4 separate regions of the Mus musculus genome follow, and regions 1, 2 and 3 are each linked to region 4. Evidence: chromatin contacts called from public HiChIP or PLAC-seq, Micro-C and promoter capture Hi-C data. All regions are on one chromosome and are shown on one strand. The core of a region is the stretch at or near the end of the contact, and the rest is flanking DNA. Distances in the headings are between cores, read along the strand shown.

Region 1 (5,433 bases), core at 2,251-4,750, 320 kb before region 4:
GAGCCAGGAAGTGACGTGTGTGTCATGTTACGGACATCTGACTTTTGTGTGTGTGTGTGTGGGCATCTCGCTGTAATTGGTGCTGAAAAGTTATTTGTGTTCAACTGACATTTAACGCTCTCTCCCCAACTTCCTCCCGGCCCTGTGGGCCAGGGAGGGGCGTTGGAAACAGCACTTTATATTTATATAGAACATTGAGGTTGTGTCAATAAAAACAGTGTTTTGTTTAAAAAAGAGCAGTACCACATTGTCTGGTCTCAAGTCTGTGCCTGCGATGGCTGAGTGGTCTGCCTTGGCCTGGGCTGGCCTGGGCTGGCCTGGGCTGGCCTGGGCTGGCCTGGGCTGGGCTCTTTCCCATACAGGTTCTAGCCTGTGGTTGAACTGGGAGGGTTAGGAAGGCCGAGGTCGGCCTCAGCCTCACAGCGGCTCTGTGCATCCCTGATCAGACCCCACATTTACCTAGTGTGTGGTGTGCAGGTATGTGTTGACTGAGGGCATTTAGATCAGAGGGCACTGGCTCCCTGGATGAAGGGTGCATAACCTACCCCTGGCGCCCATTTTCTCTGCTCTGGGTAAAGCACTCAAGAGCTAGGGTTGTTCTGAGCCTTCCTCAGGAATTGTATCAGTTTTTTTTTTTTAATGAATTATTTGGAAATCTCACATCAAGCACCCTGATTGTGCTCACCTCCCAGTTTTCCCACATCTGCTCCCTCCCCTCCCCAGGATGTTCTGCCCCCCCAAAAGGAAAAGGTAAGTCCATTTTGTTTTGTCCATATATTCACTGGAACATGGTTGAATTCTTAGTGGCCCACAGGGAGGAGGAGGAGGAGTCTTTCTTAGCCTTTCTCCATACCAGAAGCCATCAACTGAGGAAGAGCCAGTGAGGGGCGGGGCCAGCTCTCCCACACCCACACCCACAGACTTTAACGTGTTTTCAGGCAGCCTGCCTTAGTGGTAACCACAGGCATCAAGTGGGCTGGCCATATCAGAGCCACTAACCTATTCATGGCTCACAGCAGCTGTCCCTGGGCAGGTGCTACAACATGGCCTCAGGTGGCTACAAATGCCGCTCGCAACAACATGCTTCCACCTGAGCCCCCCTCCCCACCCACCCCAGGCAGCAAAGCCCAGGGACGTCAAATCATTAGTCAGAGGCACAGACTTGCATCTCCATCCTGGGGCAGCAACATGGACTATAGATACCAACATGACTTCCTGAACCTTTAAGGTGGTCTAATCCAGAAAGCAAACCTTTCTTCATCTTGGGCTTCCATGGTTGCTCAGAGCTAGCGGGATTTCAAGGCCAGGCAGAAGGTCTGGGGAGCTGAGTCTGCATCAGCATAAGCTCCAGGCTGCCATTCTGCCAACCTTCCTGGGCAATGACAGCGTGTCCACCAGCCCTCTCTCATCCGTCACCACCATCAATCACATCTCCAGTTTCGCCTTTCTCCGTAGCACACACACACTGCTTAGTTTTTCTATGTTCCCCACTATTCATCTTATATCTGTTTATTGTACTGGTGCCCGCCTGTACCAGGCCATGAGGCAGGCAACCCTACCAGTTTCTATTGGGACCTGTGGACTTGATGCCCAGCTCAGGGTGGACACCTGCGTCCCAGAGTCATTAACCTTTCATTATCTTATACATAGCATGGCTGGTTGCTGGCGGTCCCATTAGACCTATTCCTTGCCCTTCTGTGTTTCTAACATCTTACCTGCCTAGCAAATGGCCTTTCTTTCTTTCCTCTCCTCCCTCTCTTCCTTCCTTTCCTTTTTTAAGACAGTCTTACTATGTGGCCTTGATTTGTCTGGAACTGAATATGTAGACCAAATTGACCTCAAACTCACAAGAGATCCACCTACCTTTGCCTCCCAAATACTGTGTATGAGATTTTCCACTAATGTGATGATAATGATTTTAGTAAGCACATTTAAGTAGTTAGGTCATTGTTTTAAATATATTTTTGAGATGGCCCCTCACTATGTAGCCCAGGCTAATTTTCAATCGGTTCTACGGGATTTCAGGTGTGAACCACCATGACAACTCATGTCGTCGTTTTCTTCTTCTTCTTCTTCTTCTTCTTCTTCTTCTTCTTCTTCTTCTTCTTCTTCTTCTTCTTCTTCTTCTTCTTCTTCTGTTTTTCAAGACAGGGTTTCTCTGTGTAGCCCTGGCTGTACTGGAACTCACTTTGTAGACCAAGCTGGCCTCAAACTCAGAAATCCTCCTGCCTCTGCCTCCCACATCCTGGGATTAAAGGGGTGCGCCACCACCCCTGGCATCTTCTTTTTTAATGGGAAAAAAATGGAGTGTTTAAGGTACTTGACAAGCTTTGACATATATAAGCACTGTGAAGGAATGAGTCTGCTGGTCAAGATAATTAGCATATCCATCGGATTCCTGGAAACCAGTCTAGATTCTGCTCAGGCATCAGCAGCATCTGCTTTTATTATAGCCCCTCTGTCTGGCTCTAGCTTCTACTTCTTGAGAGATGTTTGCCCCAGGCTCAGCAAGAATGCCAACAGGTCCTTGTGGAGCTCTGGCTTTCCTTTACTGAACATGGGGGTGGACTTGGTATGTTCCAGGCTGTCCATCCAGGCCGGGTCTCTGGATGGCAGGATGTAAAGGAAGAAAGTCTGGGAGCTTTGTATTTTGAATTAGTGAAATGGGAAGGGGCCCTGGCCGATCATGTCAGTGGGCAGTGGCATTGGAAGGACCACAGTCATATGAGCGTCTAAGAGTTCAAAAGTGTCCCCTCTGCAGTGGGGGGCGTCTCTGGGTGCTGATGATGCTGGTGTTCAGTGTGAAGTTTCTCAGAGTCTTGCAACCTGTGTACTTTCCTATATGGCTTCTGAAATAAAAGCTTATAGCTGGGCATAGTGACACATGCCTTTAATCCCAGCACTCAGGAGGTAGACACAGGCAGCAGGCAGATCTCTCTGAGTTTGAGGCCAGCCTGGTCTACATACTGAGTTCCAGGACAGCCAAAGCTACTTAATGAGACCCTTTCTCGTATAAATAGAGGAGGGGAGGGGGGAGGGGAGAGATTATACGGGTATGGTGACCACATAGGGAGAGGTGCCTTGAGTTTCCCAGCAGATTTTCTGGGTCTGAACCCTCCGGTAGTTGGTGGAACAGGAAAAGGAAAGCCCCCTTTTAGTGACTGGATCTCAATCCAAGTCATGAACTACATGAGGCTGCAATGCTTCTCTGCCCTCTGGTGGCAGGAGGGGGAATCTCAGGGAAGCTACCCTGCTCAAGGGTATCCTAAGGATTTGTTTTGTGTCCCCGGCCCACTTTTTACCCACTTCAGCCAAGATGGATGGGACTATGGTCCAGAAGGCTCAGGCTGGGGACAGGGGTAGAGTCCTCTGGTAAGACTGGGCAGGTCTTCAGGTGATAGTTGTTGGGAGGAACTGCAGGTGGAGGTGGTTGGGAGGCTGCAGGTGTGGGCTGGAGAAGCCCCTATTAAAGGGGGTGGATGGTAGAGTCCCTGAGTTAAGGAGGCCTTTCCCTGCCACATTTCTGTGTGTTGCTTGCCAAGAGGGCAGTGAGGACCCACCATGGGTATCATGGGAAGCCTGTGGCCTTGGATATTAACTATGCTCTCCTTGCTAGGTAAGCTGGCTCCAGTCTCTGGGACATTGGGAAGAGGCCAGAGGCTGCAGCTGTGGCTTAAGATAATCTTAACTTAGTTTCACAGCTCCAACATGGCGTTGTAGGGTTGTACCTATGAGTGAGCCCCTGGGAACCAAGGAGGAGGCCTCCTGATACTTGTAGGAGTAGAGAGGGCCCACCTAACAGCAGATTGCCAAGTGTCATACCATATACCTACTTGTTTTAAGGTAAGCCAGTTTCTAGCCTGGCTGGGGCAGCAGGCACTCAGCCTGAGTGGAGAGAAATGTTCAAGAGTAGGGTCTGAGGCCAGCCTTGATTCTGGTGCTGCCTGAAGATTTAAAGTCTACTGTGCCTCTTTTCTGCCTCATATTGGCTGCCCTAGCCTTTCTGAGCCAAGTGTTAGTCCCTTAAAGGGATCTCCTTCACTGAAGGCATCTAGGCCTTGTCACCAGGTATGATGAGTGAGATAGCCAGGCAGGCTTCAGGAATGCATCCTGGGTGGCCTCTCCTGGAAGGGGCTGGATTTTGCTGCCTGCTGTCCCGGCTCACAGTGGAGTCCCGGGGGCATCTATATGTCTGCACTTGTCTTCCTGAGCCAGGTTTGAGCATGGGAGCACCCTCAGCATCCAGATGTTCTGGAGTCTGCAGTACCAGTGTTCCAGAAGGCTTCACTCCTGAGGGAAGCCCGGTATTTCAGGACAAGGACATCCCCGCAATTAACCAAGGTGAGAACACGGGGCCACACTCCAAAGCCATGCTGAATGTGGACATGCGGAAAAGATTGAGAGGAAATGTCCCCATGCATGCAGGGAAATCAAGTTTCATGAGGAAATGCTTGTCTGTTTTTCTGTATTCTTTTGCTGGTTAATATTTTTTATATGAGATACTGTAAATGTCTTTAGAATGATCTGATAAGAGCACTGGTGTTCTCTCGGCTTGGGACTTGAGTAAAATCATCAGTCGATATTTGAGAGCATGTCAATCTCTCTGTAAGTAGCGGTGTGTAAGCGTGACCTGGCCAAGTGGGGTGGATTGTTAAGGAACAAAGAAGTCTGTGGCTCAGGGCATCTTTGTCTGGGGATCTCGGACATGAGGAACACAGACGCATTGGGCTGAAGTTGTTGGCAATGGAAATGAATTCAGATCTTGGCGTCATCATGGGCTGAAATGTTGGCAGAACAGCGGTAATCTTGCTTTAGTGTAGATGGTGACTACTGCTCCCTTCATTCTCTGGTTAGAAGCTCAGATGGACCCAGTCCTCGGTCAGTCATATGGCTTCCCTGGCACTCGCTCTCAAAGTCACAGACTTTCCCATGCTCGGGCTCACAGTAGTTGCTAACAGCTGTCCCTGCCTAGCTGATGTCTTGTTCGTAAACACCACCAGCTGCAGCTGTGAATGACAGCTCTGAGGGCTAAGGCCACACAACTATACCAGATCCTGGAGAATGAGTGGCCTTTTAGATTTCAGGATGCAACCTTGATCAGATAATCCTGAGGCGACCTCTCCTACCTAAGAGGACTCACAAGAGGGTGGGTCTAGTCTGTGCCACCATCCGTAGTCAGAAGTTACGATGGGGATCCGGCAGTGCTCCTGTAGTCACTCCTCTCAAGCTTTCTGTGGCTTCCTTCACTGCCTCATGGGTCCCAAGATTTCTCTTCCCAGCAGTCAGCTGCAGGAGGCTCCCTGACAGGAAGATGAGAAACCAAAGCAGACTGAGACAAGAAGTATTCACCAACCTCAACTCCCTTCTGTGGTTGTGACTTGCAATTTCAGCTCCTAGCTACCTCAGATTATGGATAATAGAAACTAGGTGGTG
Region 2 (5,991 bases), core at 1,486-3,985, 390 kb before region 4:
GCCCTCGATGCTATGTTCTAGAGGTAAATACACTCATGATTTGCTAGTTGCAGTTTCTGTGTTCTGACCTCAACTGTAAAAATCTTGACTCCTCATAACACTCTATTTTCCTAGAAAACATCAAAGCTGATGATGTGGGAGGTTTTCAGAGAAGACAACTATGTCCTTCCAGAAGACAATTCCTACATCCTGCTTTATAAGGCAGATAGCATCCCCAAACCATTCACAGGTTTGGGGTTGGCACAGACCTCACTGGCTCGGGAAGCAGTTAGCAGTGAAGTACAACCCTCTCATTGCTCAAGAGGCCGGTACTATTTCCTATTGCTTACACATTTCTCTCAAGAAGAAATAAACACATTATCAATCTCTACTCTAAATTCTGCCTGGATGGAGCAGGAGAAGCCTAAATTTCAGTCACCAGAAATTATCCTTCCCTTTGAACCTTTGGAGAAAAATTTGTTTTAGTACAAATATCTAAGATGGCACACAATAGTGAGGGTATCCGTAAAATTCTAAATCCTCTGTAAGGAAGTTTCTTGCTGACAGGCAGGGAGAGACTGCTGCCTCCCACTGGCAGCAGAGTAGACTAGAAAGGTCCTTCTAGGCAGCTTAGAGAGTAGACTTTGTTCACTGTCCCATTCAATTCTCAGCTTCTAGGCGGTGCTCTCCAAACGCTTTGCTTTGCATCTTTTGCAGCAGGGTCTCCCTGTATCCCAGAATGGCCGAGGACAGGAAGCAGTCCTCCTGAGTGCTGGGGTTGGTTACAGGCAGGAGCCACCACACCAGACCTCTCTGATATTTTAAAGCTCGTTCTGTGTGAAAAGGCATGAGTGGGCACTGCAGGAATGTGCCCAGCTCCAGATGGAATGGCAAGTCTCTCCAGTATAATTATGCACAAGTCCCCCTCCCCAGCCCCAGTTTCCTTGTTTGAAGAAACTGCTTTGGGAGCTGTCTGCAGGTTCTCCTTGTTAGAAACGCTTAGGGTCAAAAAGAAAAAGACTGCCACTCCAATTGAAGTGTCTAGACAAGGCAACCTAGGAAGTGCACTTGGTTTTTCTTCTAACTCAGATGGTAGCTGTGTCTTTTCCCATCGGCTGAGGGCCAAGCTCACGATCTTGCTTTGTACACCAGACTGTCCTCATACTCACAGAGAGCCAATCTGCCTTTGCCTCTGGAGTGCTGGTTAGGTTTGTGCCACCATGCCCTGCTAAGATTCTTAAGTTAAAAAAAAAAAAAAGAAAGAAAGAATTTACTGTAAAGCTTCTTGTGTTAATAGCAAACATGGGAAGAGTAAGACCACTGACCCAAATCAGCATGGTTAAATTAATTCATGTATGAGGGCTGCCTCCCTCTAAGGTGGGGTTCCAGAGATCAGCCTTGGATGTGAGGAAGACAAGGCTTTTATAGGTCAGTGGTAGGGAGTTTCCAAACGGGGGATTTGGTGGGTAAAATGGGCCGGGTCACAGAGGCACACTGTAAGCATAACAAGTTAGTTTTACAAGGGTCCCTAAAACAAAGGCACGGTTGCAAGGTAGGCCTAACAAGGTAGTCATAGGTGGTTGTATAGCCTTTTGAAATAGAGGTAGGGTTGCAAGATGGTTATACACAACTTTTAAAAAACAAAGAAATGACTACGATTCTAGGAAGAGACAGTACAGAACTATTTGTGGTTAAGGTTATAGGTGGGGCATAGCTCAATCCTTGAGAAACAGGTTTAATCATAAAAAGGAGTGAACTGGCTTGTCTTTACTATCTGTAAGATGACTTTTAAGACTAAAATGGAGGCAGACTGATTCTTCACTTAAGGGGCAGCTATTATTTCCATCTTATAACTGGACAGAGAATTTTTATTTATTTATTTATTTATTTATTTGAGACACACTGTTGCTCAGGCTGGCAATTTTATTTATTTATTTATTTATTTATTTATTTATTTATTTGAGACACACTGTTGCTCAGGCTGGCAATTTTATTTATTTATTTATTTATTTATTTATTTGAGACACACTGTTGCTCAGGCTGGCAATGCTCCTGCCTCAGCCTCTGGAGTGCTGGGATTACAGACATGAGCCACCAGGCCCTGGCTTAGAATACTGATGTATCCTGAGACTCCATGTAGTAACCATTAGGTTACATACACGTGGCCAGACAGGTTTTGGGAAACCTGGTTACTCTCCTACCTTGTTGCCTCCTCCGAGTCAGAGACTGCTCAGGCCTAACGCATTTTCAGAGAGCAACGGGTCACCCGCCCTCGAGTTCTCTGCAAGGTGTTCTTCGGCCCTAAGGATGGACCACCCGTACTCTCTCGGAGCCGGAACCCAGAACCGCGTCCCTGCCGCAGATACTTAGGAGGGCTCGGGGAATCAGGGCAAGGGGGACCAAGGAAGCTGCCCCTGGGCTGTGATAGGTGCGGGGTCACGTAGGGCGTGCACCGCCCCTCCCGGGACTGTAGAGAACAGGGAAACAGGCCGGGCCTCTCAGGACAACGGAACGCCACCGCACCTGACCGTGCCTCTCCTCCGGACCGGGTGAGACGTCCCTAAATGGCTGCACCGCCGGGTCCGAGGGTCACTCTCCAGGCGCCCTTGACAGGCCCTCCCGCCACGCCACCTAGCTTGCTACCAGGCAGCCCGGAGCAAGGGCGGAGGAGCACTTTGGCTTAGCCAATGAGCGCCCAGGGTTCTGAGATGCGCCCAATCAGAGTGCGGGCAGGACAAACAGGTTAGGTTGCGCGCACTCGGCGCGAGAGGCGGACACAGGCGCACGGGACCGCTTCTGCTGTGGCCTGGGACGGCCACCGCTTTGCTTCCCGCGCCCTGGCCGCGGGGGCCCCGCGAGTTCCCGCCGTACACACAGACGGGCGGGCTGTCGGGACCGAGAGGGCCTCGTGCAACGGCGCTCTCCTCGGAAGCCACGCTACCTCAGCCGCTTCTGCAAAAAGGCATGAGGGACGGCTCCTGGCTTCTGGAGCGTGAGGTGGCCTCGGGGTCAACCCGTTAAGGGGACTGCGCGGACGGCCCGGCCTGCCTTCCCCCAGCCCTTCCTCTCCGGGGCCCCGCGGCAGGCGCGGGAATCCACAGAGGCCGACATGTTCCCGAGGAGGCCACCGGCCACCCTGGCCGCCTGGCTGGCGGGCGCGCGGGGCGGGGGCCTGCTGTCCGCGCTGGCCAATCAGTGCCGCTTCGTGACGGGCCTGCGCGTGCGGCGAGCGCAGCAGATCGCGCAGCTCTACGGCCGCCTGTATTCCGAGAGCTCGCGCTGCGCCCTGCTCGGACGCTTCTGGCGCCGGCTGCGAGGCCGCCCCGGCCATGCCTCTGTTTTGATGGCGGCGCTCTCCGGTGTTTTCGTATGGGACGAGGAGAGAATCCAGGAGGAGGAGTTGCAGAGGTGAGCCTCTTGGCTGCAGTTGGCGTCCCTGTTCCGTAGAGAAGGGTGGGCCTGGGCGGGAGGTTGGTGGGCACCTTGGGGCTTGAGCTGTTGACAGTGCCCAGTTTGCCCAGTGGTCTTTTGAGTACGATGCAATAGATTGAACCCATTTTAGCACCCCGTGTTACTGCCCCCATGCCTGTTAAATCCACTTGTCAGGTTAAAAATAACCACAAGAGAGACGACTTCGAATGGGTAGTATGACACTAAAGAAAATACTCCAAAACCAAATTAGATATCTGAGGTATACAGGTGATTTTTCGGGTAATCAGTGTACCCAGAAAAGTGCAAATTCAAAATAGGGCTTAAAATAAGCCCAAGGGTGTGTGTGTGTGTGTGTGTGTGTGTGTGTGTGTGTGTGTGTGATGTAGCATGCCATTTATAAAATGACTGCGATCCAGATGGAACTCGGGCTTTGCGCGGACAGCCCACTGTCATTGTGACTTGTGTCTTGGCACATTCAAGAAGCTGGGAGGGATTTTGTCTGTTTGCACAAAGCAATGGCCTGGATATTCTAACCAGTAAGAGTTAGGTTAGGTTTTTTTTGTTTGTTTGTTTTGTTTTTACTGTTTTAGAACTCTTCGAATACTGTACCATTATGTTTTGTCTGTGGAAAAGCCCATTGGCATTGATTTATTTTTGTTAACCTGTAGTTCTGAGACTTTATAACTTTTAGATAGATAATCTTTAAAGGAAAGTGCTTTTACATTACATTTCTATATTCCTTTTAAACAGTCTCAAATTGTGCTCCTTACCCCTCCACCTAACACCCTCCATTCTAAACCGTAGTTTCAGTAACCAACACCAGCTTCTTCTAGATATTTCTTAAGGAGAGAACCTGTTTTACTTTTTTTTGTTTTTGATCTTAACGTTACAAATGAGAGCAGAGCTGAGCATGGTGGCTCATACCTTAAACCTACCTACCTCATACCTTTGGGAAGTAGAAGGAGGCAGAGTTCAAGGCCAGCCCGGTCTACAAAGAGAGTTTCAGGACTACACAGAGAAATCCTGTATTGAAAAACAAACAACGCCTGGCAGTGGTACCAAAAACAAACAAACAAACAAACAAACAAAAAACAACAAAAAAAGTCTTCTTTTTTTTCTGCGGCCATACTACCCTCAACACCCTCGACCTTGTTAAAAGCCATTTTTCTTTCTTTTTTTTTTTTTAAAGTTTTATTTATTATTATATGTAAGTACACTGTAGCTGTCTTCAGACACACCAGAAGAGGGAGTCAGATCTTGTTAGGGATGGTTGTGAGCCACCATGTGTTGCTGGGATTTGAACTCTGGACCTTCAGAAGAGCAGTCGGGTGCTCTTACCCACTGAGCCATCTCACCAGCCCCGCCATTTTTCTTACTAGGAAGATAGTCCCAATTATTTTTTCTAGCATGAGACTAGTTTTCAAATCAGTATTGCACAATTTGAAACTTACCATATGGATATTAATAGCAAATAGGTCACAATATAAACATTACTCTATTCTCAGTTTTTTTGTTTGTTTGTTTGTTTTTGTTTTTTCGAGACAGGGTTTCTCTGTGTAGCCCTGGCTGTCCTGGAACTCACACTGTAGACCAGGCTGGCCTCGAACTCAGAAATCCACCTGCCTCTGCCTCCCAGGTGCTGGGATTAAAGGCATGCGCCACCACTTCCAGCAAAAGAAGACTTTTTAAAACAACATTTTAAAGTCATAATCACAGGCAGTCCTGTGTACGCAAACGTTAAAGCATGAAAGCTGTTTGGTAATTTTTCCCCCCCCCCAGAGCTGAGGACCGAACCCAGGGCCTTGTGCTTGCTAGGCAAGCGCTCTACCACTGGGCTAAATCCCCAACCCCTGTTTGGTAATTCATAGTGTTCTTTTCTGTTCAGTATTTTGTGCTCCCTCTCCCCTCAGATTTTTTGAGGTAGGACCTGTCCATTATTTGCCCAGGTTAGCCTTGAACTTATAGTTCTCCTGCCTTGGCCTCCTCAGTGCTGGGATTTCAGTTGTGTACCACTACACTGTAGTTTCTTGTTGGAGAGGAAGCTAGGATGCAGGTGTGTGCAGTCAAGCTGGAACTGCAGAGTATGTTCTTCTCAAGGGCTTCGCATTCCATGTAGTGAGAAGATTATAGTTTTGCTTTCTAGCCTTTTGGTGCTTAAGAACATTTCACAGGCTGGGTGTGGTGGCGCTTGCCTTTAACCAAACACTCAGGAGGCAGAGGCAGGAAGATCGCTGAGTTTGAGCCAACCTGGTCTACATAGTAAGATCTTGGAAAGCCAGAACTACATAGAGAGACTAGGTCTCCAAAGAAAAGAGTGTATGAATGTACATCTTATCAAGTACAATCTAACTAATCTTATTTAACCTTACAAAATAATTTTGAATCATTGGTGCCTTAGCTATAGAAATAATTTTGTTAGTCTTCCCCACCCCTCTGCAAGTCAGGTTCTTACTCTATAGCCTAGGCTGGCTGGAAACTCATTATATAACCTACACTAGCCTCAAACTAGGACCACTCCCTCTGGCAAGAGAAATTAGATCTTTCTCATTTTATATTTTTATTATATTTATTTATTTATTC
Region 3 (6,040 bases), core at 2,688-5,187, 290 kb before region 4:
CCAAACAAATACATTGTATAAATTCCATGGGAAATAGATTAGAAGCAGAGACTTGGCCATGGTCATGAAAGTGAGAGTGAAGGGCATTGTAGAGTTGACAAAATCTTGGGCATATTTTGGGGTTTGAGGCATAACTTGGGGAAAGCCAGGTGAACAGCAACCTTGAAAACTGAACCTGGGAAGAGATAGGAATGGAGGACATGGAAATGTTAGGTCTGAGTCAGCTGTAAGAGATCACATGGGTGGGTCAATAAAGGGGTAAGCACAAAGGCTCTGGGGCTCAGGACAGCAGAAATGCCCTAGCATTGGAGGGGGCGGGGTGCCATCATTGGGTGGAAACTCCCGCAGAATTTAGATGCAGGAAAGGAGGGCTCTAGGAGCAGTCAGTGCGTCGTGTGTTCTAGATCTCAATGCCATCAGTCCTTTTTGCAGCCCTTCACTATGGTGGCTCACCTGTGTGTGCTAGATGTCAGTAGCAGCCTCACCGTGCTGTGACTGTCAAAGGTGTCTCAAGGCACTGCCTTGTGGGCTGAGTATGGCCACATTCACTGAGATCCTCTGAGTTAGACTTTGACAGAACAGGATGCTGAGGAGGAATGGCACCTTAAAGTACTGCCAACTTAGGAAGTGGTCCACACTCCTGGCTCACTGAGAAAGAGGACACAGACAGGGACCTGGTTCTCGGTGACTTATGGCTCTGGAAGGGCAGACTGCAGATGCATTCCTAACCCCAAGGGGATCAAGGAGAGTGTGTAGGGGACCAGGGGACTGAATGTAGCCTAAGGGTAGTGGGGGCAGTGTCTGTGCATGGGAGTAGGTGGAGGAATGGAGATGAGGAAGGTTGACCACATAGAGCAGTGGTTCTCAACCTATGGGTTGTAACTCCTTTGCTGGGGTAGGGGTGAGGTTGAACAACTTCATAGGAATGATATATCACATATCCTGCATATCAGATATTTACATTATGATTCCTAACAGTAGCAGAATTACAGTTATATAAAGTAGCAATGAAAATTTTATTGTTGTGGGTCACCACAACCCGAGGAACTGTATTAAAGTGTATTAAAGGGTGGAAGCATTAGGAAGGTTGAGAACCATGACGTAGTGTTCTAGACGTAAGGGTCCCTTGGAAAGGAGACTAAGTAGCTCAACAAGAGGATGGGATCAGTCCCAGAGGGATCTTGAGGTCAGGGAGAGCAGCTCTAGAAGCTGCTTGGTTCCCACCAGGAGACTCAGTGCCCCTCTCTCAGCTCTTAGATGTCACACATCTCCTTAGATTCCATGCTAGCTTGCCCTTCTTTAGAAAAAGATGATGTCACCTATATGCAAAATCACCTTGCCCCTATTCCCAGTCTTTCCAGAGATGGCACTCTGGGACAGTGTGGGCACAATGGCTCTGAGCACAGTGAGTCTGCCATTCACTGATAAGCGTCTACCATCCTTCACCCACCAACAACCATGGCAGTTCTCAGCAATAAAGAGGAGGTGTCCTGATGGAGGTGGGGATGTAATTCAACAAGTCCTTGGACCACACCCGAGTGTCAAAGGGCATATGGAGTTTGGAGCGTGAGCTGAGCCCACTGAGACTGAGAGTGTCTGGCTGAACAAACCCTGGGAAGGACTAATGATACACAGACTGGGACACTCCTGGGTTCTGGGACAGCTCCTGCTGCCCTCCTAGCTGCAGGATAGGAGAGCACCTCTCTTAAGTTGTGGTCATCTTGGGCTGACACCCGACTTGGTGAGTCCTGACACTTGGTAGATGTAGAGTTGCCCCTTCAGGGAAGAACAAGGTGAATGTTCGTCAGTGGGGCTTGGAGTAAGGTGGGATTAGGGGCAACCTTGGCTGCTCTTCCTGCAGGATCCTGGAGACCTGGCCCTTTAAGGAGAATGGGCCATAAAATATCCCATCTGACGTTGATCATCTGTGAAGTCTTCTCTCAGTTTGAGTGTGGCTGGAGGTTGCTTGGGACAAGTAGGGACTTGCCTCAGTGGCTACTTCTCAAGCTCCCACGACCACCCTCAGCCCTTTCTCAGTAAATGGGGCTACGAGGACTTCTTCATCACCTGTGGCTGTGGACTCAAGCCCTGTCCAACGTGATGGTCTGTAAGACCTGTCTCAAGACTACAGCCTCAAAGGGGCAGGTGAATGGCTGTCCTTTTCAAGCCTGGTCTACATGGCACCACCCTCTCTGGTTGTGACAGTCCCACCTAACTAGAGAGCTAGCTGCAGCTCGGCCTGAGGTGGGGAGGCATTGCTCAAAGTGTCCCCATGTGGCTAGGCATGGTGATCTGGAGACTGAGTTGAGGAAAGACTGGTCTGTGGGGACCCAACGGTCACATTTGAGATCTCACAGTGGTGGCCATGACAAGTCCAGTAGACTCACTGACTTGAGGTGAGATTTGGGAGTGGACTCCATCTTTAGGGATTCATATATATATATTTATGTAGTGCCCTTCAGAATTAGGAGCTGTAAATACAAGGCCTGGTTCTTTTCACACAAGCTGTGGAGAAACCTCCTTGAGGCTGGGGGTGGAGCAGGGCCCAGTTCAAAGTTTTTTTTTTTAAAGATTTATTATTTTTTTGTGTATGATTGTTTTTTTCTGCGTGTATTTATGTTTCACCTGTGCGCTTGGTGCCTGTGGCGTCAAGTGAGGTCATCAGATATCCTGGAACTAGAATTACATTCTGTTGTGAGCTGATGGAAAGGGGTTTGAAACTGAAATCGGGTCCTCTGCAAGAGCAAGCGCTCAGCACTCAAACTTGTTCTCCCACTGGATAGGCTGCATGAACATCTGGGGCGGCCAAGGCCGGCTCCTTTCTACACCTGAGCCACCCACATTGACTTTTTCTGAGCTATGGAGAGATCTCCTCACACCGCTCTGGAGGAGGGACCTCCTTTTCCGTTGGTCAAGAGGCTCCTCTCCAAACCTGCGCTTTGAGTCAAGCTGTTTCCCTCTTTAAGATTTGTTTTAAAGTATGGGTCTCTGTGTGGCTATGTTCAGGGGAGTGTAGGTGGAGGCCAGAGGCATACCATCCCTGAAACGGGAGTTACAGTTTTGAGCTACCTGTTGTGGCTGCTGGGAACCGAACACAGGTTCTCTACAAGAGGCACTCTTAACCACGGATCCATCTCTCCAGTTTTCCCTTCCTACTTTAACTTTTTTTTTGCCTTTAATGGAGAAAAAGGAAGCAGCAATAGGGTGGTTGAAGTCCACTAGTCGCTTCTCACCAAGGAGTAGTTAGTGTGTGTGTGTGTGTGTGTGTGTGTGTGTGTGTGTGTGTGTGTGTGTGTGTGTGTGTGTGTGTGTGTCTGGGACCTGCGAGGACATCGGCCCCTAGCCTCTTGCACTCAGATGGCAGCAGAGGGCGCTCGCAGCACAGAGACTCACTCATTGCACCTCGCAAGTCTGACCTAGACCTAGTGGTGTTTGGGTGGGGAAGCGTTAGGAAAGGGGATTTGGAACTCTCTCCCCACTTTGGTCCGGCCCCTAAGGTTCTCGGTTGCTGGGATGCTGGATGGAGGTGTGGCTTATTATGCTTAAGAGCTCAACACTCTCCTACACGCTTTTCTGTCGGGCTGCTGCAAGCGACAAAAGCAGTCTATCGATCTGGGTGCTCTGTCCTAGACTCGCAGACAGAAGGCAAGTGGACCCTTGGGACAGACCAGCTCCGGGTCTCAGCACGCACCGATTCTCTTCGGTACATACTCTTCCCAGAACGCCGACGACCCCAGACTCCCTGCTCTCTAGACTCGGCCGCGCAGCGGCGGGAAGGAGAAAGATGTTGGGGCCCGGGGCGAGTAAAAGATGTGCGTCGCAGGTCCATGTCCCGCAAAGCGCACCTTCCACCCACCCTGGTCGGATCGCCCGCCCCGCCTCCTTCCCTCCTCCAGCTCCCGCCCCCAATCTCCTCCCTCCTCCCGCGGTGCTGGCTCTCCTCCTCACGCCCCTGCGCGGAGGGCTGACTGCAGGCGCGGCTCCGGGAGAGAGCGCCTTTACCGAGAGCAGGGTGCGCTTCCCCAGTCGGTTCTGTGAGTCCTGCAGCTGTGCCGCACGACGGCGCGACTTTCCTCTGGTCCCGGGACGGCAGTGAGACAACTTGGAAAACTTCTCTGGGGCGGACTGCAGGGACGCCGGGCACCAGTGGCAGAGAACGTAAGAGAGCGATAGATGGTCCTGGGTGTCCCCGGACCTCCGGCCAGGCTACGGTGCTCCAGAGCCATCTGCACCGCCTGGGGGGACGGCCCCCAACAGTAGCGGAGCTAGGGTGGCGCTTTCTCCTGCGTACTGTGAGTTTGGCCAGCATCTTTCTCTCTGGACATGTCCGGCCCCGCCATGGTCCACCAGGAGCCCTACTCGGTGCAGGCCACCGCCGCCATCGCGTCGGCCATCACCTTTCTCATCCTCTTCACCATTTTCGGCAATGCGCTGGTAATTCTGGCTGTGTTGACCAGCCGCTCTCTCCGTGCACCACAAAACCTCTTCCTGGTGTCACTGGCAGCAGCCGACATCCTAGTGGCTACTCTTATCATCCCTTTCTCTCTGGCCAACGAGCTGCTGGGCTATTGGTACTTCTGGCGTGCGTGGTGCGAGGTCTACCTGGCGCTAGACGTGCTCTTCTGTACCTCCTCCATCGTGCACCTGTGTGCCATCAGTCTGGACAGATACTGGGCAGTGAGCCGAGCATTGGAGTACAACTCCAAGCGCACTCCACGCCGCATCAAATGCATCATCCTCACCGTGTGGCTCATTGCAGCCGTCATTTCTCTACCGCCCCTCATCTACAAGGGCGACCAGCGCCCAGAGCCCCACGGGCTCCCCCAGTGTGAGCTCAACCAAGAAGCCTGGTACATCTTGGCTTCCAGCATCGGATCTTTTTTTGCTCCCTGCCTCATCATGATTCTCGTCTACCTGCGAATCTATGTAATTGCCAAACGCAGCCACTGCAGAGGTCTCGGAGCTAAGAGGGGCTCTGGGGAGGGTGAGTCCAAGAAGCCCCATCCGGCCGCCGGGGGAGTTCCAGCCTCGGCTAAAGTGCCCACCCTGGTCTCTCCTCTATCTTCTGTCGGAGAGGCTAATGGACACCCCAAGCCTCCAAGGGAGAAGGAGGAGGGGGAGACCCCTGAAGATCCCGAAGCCAGGGCTTTGCCACCCAATTGGTCTGCCCTGCCCAGATCAGTCCAGGACCAGAAGAAGGGGACTAGTGGGGCAACTGCAGAGAAGGGAGCTGAAGAGGATGAAGAGGAGGTGGAAGAATGTGAACCCCAAACACTGCCAGCTTCTCCTGCCTCAGTATTCAACCCACCCTTGCAGCAGCCTCAGACTTCCCGGGTGCTGGCCACGCTACGTGGCCAGGTGCTTCTGAGCAAGAATGTGGGTGTGGCCAGTGGGCAGTGGTGGCGCCGTCGGACACAGCTGAGCCGAGAGAAGAGGTTCACCTTTGTGCTGGCGGTGGTCATTGGTGTTTTTGTGGTCTGTTGGTTTCCTTTCTTCTTCAGCTACAGCCTGGGGGCCATCTGCCCACAGCACTGCAAGGTACCCCATGGCCTCTTCCAGTTCTTCTTCTGGATTGGCTACTGCAACAGCTCTTTGAATCCTGTCATCTACACCATCTTCAACCAGGACTTCCGCCGTGCCTTTCGAAGGATCCTTTGCCGGCAGTGGACCCAGACTGGCTGGTGAGCCTGCCTGCTCCGGGCCAGTGCCAGGCAGGGTTAGTGCCAGGACCACCCGGTGGTAGTCTGCCACCTCCGCAGTCTATGTGACCATTTCCCTGGGGCCCATTTGCAGACCTCATCCTCAGACACCCCTGAAGGGGAAAGGACAAATGTGCTGTTCCCAGGGGCTCATTTGAAACCTTCCCTTGCTGACTGTACTGTGGGATACCTCTTCCCTGCTCTCTCTTCAGGAAGGGTAGCTTGGACCTTCTCGAACGTGGCCAAGGCTGATTAGAATACCTCCCTCCCAGCCACCTGTAAGCCAACAGGCAGGCTTCCCTTTCCTGGAGACCCCCTGTGCCTTGGCAGGCCACTTGTGG
Region 4 (5,472 bases), core at 2,205-4,704:
TCATTTCAGGACCCAATCAAGGCTCTGGTTCGTCCCCAGCCAGGCGAAAAACTAGGACTTGTCTAGTCATTTTCAGACAATAAAAAGTTCTACTTAATTCTGAAACTCACAAAAGCTATGATTTTAATAATTAACAGATCCGCTCAATGTAGGAGTCAATACTGCAAACCAATTCCGGATGGCCCCTCATCCTGCCTCCACCCCTAGATATGTACCTAACAAGTACCTGCTGCCACCAGGGACTGGCCCTGCCTCCTTCCCCATACGTCTGAGGTGTGCAGGGGTGTAGTAACAGCCACTTTTGGAATTCCTAGTACCTCTTTTTAAAAAGACAGTCTATGACTATGTAGCCCAGGCTGGCTTCAAGAATCATGACTCCTAATTGAGATTGTAGGTATGAACCATCACACCAGGCTCCCAGCACACTCTTCTCTAGGAAGTTTTGTCATGAACTTCTAGCCACTCTTGATGACAACCCACCTCTTGGGGAGGGCAGGGGGGTTGATGACTGCATTTCTGGCATGTCTGTTAGGTTCCACCAAGGGGGGGATTATTTCCTTTCCTATATGACTCCCTCAGCTGAGCATCATTTCACGGGTCCACTGCCCATTTGTATTTTCCATGAAGAAAGGAAAGGCTCAAGCCATTTGTTCACATTATAATTGTATTTTAGGCATTGAGTTATAATATTCTAGTTTAAGAAGACACCCCTGAGCTGGTCAGTGCTTCTTCCGGGCTTCTAACTTTCCGGCTTTCTATCAAAGCACATACTGTTTCATATGCATGGTCTATGCTGAGGAACACTTACCAGACCGAGTCTGCCTTCTCCCTGCTCCCCAGGCAGAAAGCCAGCCCTAATCTCTCCAGGAAGAAACAGTCAAAGATGGCAAGTGAGCCATGGAAGGTCTCTGGAGAAAGTGACAGATGTGGGAGGTGGGCAGACAGAAGGTGGCTGAGGTAGAAGGGACACATTTTTTAAAACACAAAGGGACAGATTCTGGTCAAGAGGGGACCCTAGAGACCCCTGCTACCACACACGGGACTGGAGAGCACACCGGTGTGGGGCATTTTCACTAAACAAATAATGCTGAGATTTTTCCATACCAAGAGACTCTCTTCACGGGGATGGTGGGGTCCTCCTGCCCTCTCTATGGATTTGATTGTCCTGCCTGTTCCTATCCTCAGAACTAGCCTTTCTGTCATACTGAATAACTAAAAAAGTGGGAGAATAACTAAAAAAGCGGCTGTGGACCTGCCATCACCAGAGCTCCCCTGCCCTTGTGTGTGTGTGTGTGTGTGTGTGTGTCTACAATCAAAGTTTTCGCAAAGAAGCATGAAGCCCAACTGCCACTTTATCTCATGACTTGGTACGGTGTTCTCCAAGGAGCCAACAGCAGTTTCTCGAGACTAAGATTTTTTTCTCCCTTAAAAACCTCTGTGCCCCACCACACCTCAGGTGCAATCTTGCTCTCTTTTGATCAGACCTCTGTAAGTTCCTCTTTGTAAAATTTTGAGGAGCCGCCCATGACTTAGTCCCAGGTCCTGGATACCATCTGCTCATTTCTAGAAACCCAATAATGGGCAGACATAGGTTAAGAGATGACAAAGACAAGAATGCTCCTCCCCACCCCCTGGCACCCAGTAGGTGCTTTCTCATATGGGCCAGATGCCTGTGTCAACTACATTAAGTTGGCACTGTTCCAAGGTTTGCTTGGCAGTCCTGAGCCTAGAAGGAACTCTATGAGATTGGAAGGCTTGCTAAAGACCTGGATGACCTTGGCAAGTCCAACCCTGTTCTGGGCATTGGCTGTTCCTATTTGTAAGCTAGCGGTGTGCAGGGTTTCTTATGTTAATTCCATAGCCTGGGCCGTGATTGTGCCTGGGGTGTGAAATCACTTTAGAAATACCCACGTTTGGGTTCAACTCAATATTCATCTCAATTTCAGTGACATCCCCTTGATGATGGATCCTACTGTTCTTGGTGTCCACAGCCTCCTTTGCTAGCCATCCAGTTAGCTGGGATCCAGTTGTTAAAATCACCTACACTTTTTTTCTCCAAGTTATTACTCCACACAAAGACCTCTGCGTGGTGGGAGCACAGGAAATGTTGTCTCCACACCCACAGAATTGAACAAACACCCTCCTGTCCAGGTAAGTGCTAAAGGACCCTGGGGACTAGAAACTGAAGTAGCTCTGAAGCCTGGCTGGAGCTCACAATAGGAAAGTTTCTCGAAGCTAGTGGGTCGGTTCTACAGTGTAAGGCTAATAGAACCCAGCCCAGGCGCAGAGTCAGCCCAAGGTCAGCCAAGGCAGGCGACAAAATTCACCTGTCTTCCCTGACTCCTCCCTCCCCTCACACAGGGCTTGGGGACCGCGGCCCAGCAAAGCACAGCCACTGTTTTTCAAAATTGGCACAGAGGCATTTCCTTCCCAGAAACTTCAAAGGGCCTGAAAAAGGCTGGCTACTCTTGATCTCCAAATCTCTGTCGCCAGCATGGAAGGGTTCTTTAGCTGGGTTTGTTTACTCAGGAGGACTCTCAGTGGTACCTTGTAAGGAAGCTGCGCTCGGATAGGAGCTAAACTCTAGGAAGAGGTTTTTCTGCACCTGCCTGGGAAATCGGTCCGCTAATTTAGAAAGGAGCAGACCACGGAGAGATGGGGAAAACTTTCCCGATTTTAGTTCCCTCCTGTGACTGGGGACAGAGCTGCAGAGCTCCCCCCCCCCCCAACCCCTCCACCCCACCCCCAGCAACTCAACCCACCCGGTCCCTTTCCCAGAGCAGGGCGCGTTATCACTCACAAACTCACAAACGAAGAGCAAGTCAGGGAAGGTGGTGAAGACCGAGAAGCCACTGGGCAGGGTGCTGCCACCCGAAGCCGCTGCCGGAGCCATGCCTGCGAGCTGGCGTCGGCCTTGGGACTGGACACGCTCGCCTCCGGCTCCGCACTGACCACTCGCTCCCTCCGGAGAGCCCAGTGGCCGCGGCGCCCTCCCGCGCGGGTTAAAAGCTGAAAAGCCAGGGTCAGAGGAGGGCGGAGCTCCGGCCACCCGCCCCGCCCGGGTCTACTGCCCTAGAGGACAAGGCTGAATCGCCTCTGGCGCCGCCCTGAAACCCGACGGAGTGCTCTCTGAAGATCTGCAGGACTGGGTTGGGAATCTGTACGCTCCTGACCTAACCCTAGTTGCCACCTGCCTGAGGGCAGTGGATGGAGCGGCTCGCGCGCTGCACTTCCCTGTGTTGCGCGCCACGCAGGTGATCACTATTCATCAATAACCTATCGGAGACTTCCCCACTTTGACATCCATTCCCTTTAACTCTAGTCGTGTCTCCAGTCTTCCGCTGGGTGTGTTAATGTGCAGCCTTCACATCCAAGCTCCCGGAGGGCACATTTCGATCTCACCGGCAGGCTGGGGGTTCTAGGGGCAACAGCAAGGCTCGTCAGGGAAACTATATGCCAGCAGGAGGGAAGGAAGTGACTCTAAGGAGAACGAATCTGAGAGGCTGTCTGGCGGCGGCGGTGGTGATGGGACAAGTTGCATTCCTGGGGCAGATATTGCCAGGGGAGATTCCCTCAGTTCTGGAGATGGGGCAGTTCTCCCCCATCCCGTGTCCTTTGACTCTATGGACTGCTGAGTCGTTTCTGGGGATTTACTCTTCTTGTACCACAACTTTACGTTTTATTTTTGCCTTTATTTTTAAACAAGTATCACACTCCAGTAACTGCCATTTAAATCACACCAATCCTTTTTTTTTTTCTTTTTAAATTACATACGGTAAGGCTAAACTCTGTTCTAGCTGAAAGGGAAATGGCCTTTCTCAACCTCCAGCTCAGATTCTGAACTTGACCTCCACCTACCCCAGTTGCCACTACTGTTCAGGGTCTTGTGTGTATAGGGTCCCTCCCACTTTCCCTCTGCACAGCCTTATTCCATTCCCTACAAGAAGTACATTTCTGGGCATATTTTTCAAAAGCAAGACTCCATGCCCATGAATTTGCTGATGAGAGCAACCGCTTATGAGAAAGGACCAGAGGTTTGAAGTGGGAAGATGCTCTGTTCTATTGTGAGCCTCTCCACGCTGTCAGCTTTGGATACCTGTGAGTGCCTCCGCCAAATATCCAGCTCCCCAGGTCAAGGCCTCTAGATAAGATGAGCTGTGAGATCCTCAGGGCCCCTTCCCCTATTCCCTCACCCTGGGCAGCTTACAACTTGGTAGCCCTGCTGGATCCTGAGAGTGTCTCTTCCTTCTAAGGAGATATTTAGTGGAGGCAAACCCAAGCAAACTGGCCACAGAAAGCCACCACCAGCCGGATATAAGATGACCAACTAGCAAATCCAGTTGAAGTTGGTTAGCAATTTCTAAGGGCGTGCATACTAACTATAAAAGCCCACAAAGGTGCTGTTGACTCTACAATGTCTTTGCCTGGCTTTGAGTGTCCCTGGTTTTGCTTATTTCAAACCTTTGTGGCTAAGGCCTTAACATTTGGGCTAATGACTTAAGGGGAAAGTACTGGTGCACTCAGGAAGGCTTGGCAGTTCCAATTCCCACAGGATAAAGTGGGGGAGGCTCTAAGTCCAGAGGGAGGATTAGCTGGTCATCTTGGCCAACGTCAAGGAAATCTGCCTCCCCATCCCTGTCTTGGTGACCCTCCCATCTCACCTGGAACCCTTTGCTCGATGCTCACCTTCCTGACCATAGTTTACCCAAATCTATCTGTCATCTTCTTCCTCAGTGAGACTGCCCCAAGTGTTAGCCAAGGATTGAGAGTAAGGACCAGGGGGACTCAGCTTTGTCTGCGCCTAGCAACAAAGGAAGCATGAGAATGACTCCATCTGGATATAGAGCGCCCTGGCTGTGTAGACGGGTCTGGTTTCACTTTCAGCTGAGCATCCCCAGGCTACACTGGGCCACTTGCTAATGATCCAGATGGCTCATATTTATAAAAATCTAGGGTCATAGTTAGGGTTCTAGAAAGATATAGACAAGCCGGGCGTGGTGGCACACGCCTTTAATCCCAGCACTTGGGAGGCAGAGGCAGGCGGATTTCTGAGTTCGAGGCCATCCTGGTCTACAAAGTGAGTTCCAGGACAGCCAAGGATACACAGAGAAACCCTGTCTTAAAAGCCAAAAAAACAAACAAACAAAAATAAATAAAAAACAACAACAACAAAAAAGATATAGACGATGAGGAGCTCTAGTCAATAATCCACTACAGTGCCCTCAAGTCTTCCTAGAAGCACACGAGTGCCTAGGGTCTAAGGTGGGTCTGGGCCTTTTGTTAAACTGTATGGTAGCCTATGATATCTTTCTCCAAGGTAGGAACTGAGTCAGGAAAAAGTCACTTCCTCTCTCTCTCTCTCTCTCTCTCTCTCATGCAAAGGGCAGGAGAGAACGGGTTTAGGGAGAGAGACATGGTCAGAAAAGTATTTGTGGAGTAGGAACTGCCAACAAACAATAGCAGGTACAATTT

Evidence for each region. Promoter capture Hi-C pulls out the DNA fragments that hold promoters and counts their contacts. A called contact is a pair of places that touch in the nucleus more often than the background predicts. HiChIP or PLAC-seq counts read pairs in DNA pulled down with a chosen protein or histone mark.
Region 1: a contact with region 4 is called in a promoter capture Hi-C map of embryonic stem cells, with 2.6 times the contacts expected there. The contact joins the promoter of Astl here to the promoter of Mal in region 4. A contact is called at or near these places in 9 of 39 promoter capture datasets (the 3T3-L1 cell line, embryonic stem cells, erythroid cells and 3 more), 1 of 484 Hi-C or Micro-C datasets (embryonic stem cells), 1 of 115 datasets of contacts at active chromatin or transcription factors (bone marrow-derived macrophages) and 1 of 9 other capture datasets (embryonic stem cells).
Region 2: a contact with region 4 is called in an HNF4G HiChIP or PLAC-seq map of pancreatic cancer cells. The contact joins the promoter of Stard7 here to the promoter of Mal in region 4. A contact is called at or near these places in 1 of 39 promoter capture datasets (embryonic stem cells), 1 of 115 datasets of contacts at active chromatin or transcription factors (pancreatic cancer cells) and 1 of 9 other capture datasets (pancreatic islet).
Region 3: a Micro-C map of embryonic stem cells shows a contact between it and region 4, with 2.5 times the contacts expected there. The contact joins the promoter of Adra2b here to the promoter of Mal in region 4. A contact is called at or near these places in 4 of 39 promoter capture datasets (embryonic stem cells, hematopoietic stem and progenitor cells and stem cell-derived epiblast-like cells), 4 of 484 Hi-C or Micro-C datasets (embryonic stem cells and myocytes), 3 of 115 datasets of contacts at active chromatin or transcription factors (embryonic stem cells and pancreatic cancer cells) and 2 of 9 other capture datasets (adipose tissue and embryonic stem cells).

The regions. Positions count from the first base shown.
Region 1 is chr2:127,338,136-127,343,568 of GRCm38.p6, forward strand. Astl (astacin-like metalloendopeptidase (M12 family)) reads left to right here and starts at 3,501. Exons shown (of 9, transcript NM_001291003.1): 1 at 3,501-3,616; 2 at 4,216-4,341. The coding sequence starts at 3,562. It overlaps Dusp2 (dual specificity phosphatase 2), which reads left to right. Exons shown (of 4, transcript NM_010090.2): 4 at 1-242.
Region 2 is chr2:127,267,494-127,273,484 of GRCm38.p6, forward strand. It overlaps Stard7 (START domain containing 7), which reads left to right and starts at 2,736. Exons shown (of 8, transcript NM_139308.2): 1 at 2,736-3,387. The coding sequence starts at 3,089.
Region 3 is chr2:127,359,242-127,365,281 of GRCm38.p6, forward strand. It overlaps Adra2b (adrenergic receptor, alpha 2b), which reads left to right and starts at 3,938. Exons shown (of 1, transcript NM_009633.4): 1 at 3,938-6,040. The coding sequence starts at 4,339. The coding sequence ends at 5,685.
Region 4 is chr2:127,653,241-127,658,712 of GRCm38.p6, forward strand. It overlaps Mal (myelin and lymphocyte protein, T cell differentiation protein), which reads right to left and starts at 3,455. Exons shown (of 4, transcript NM_010762.5): 1 at 2,801-3,455. The coding sequence starts at 2,893.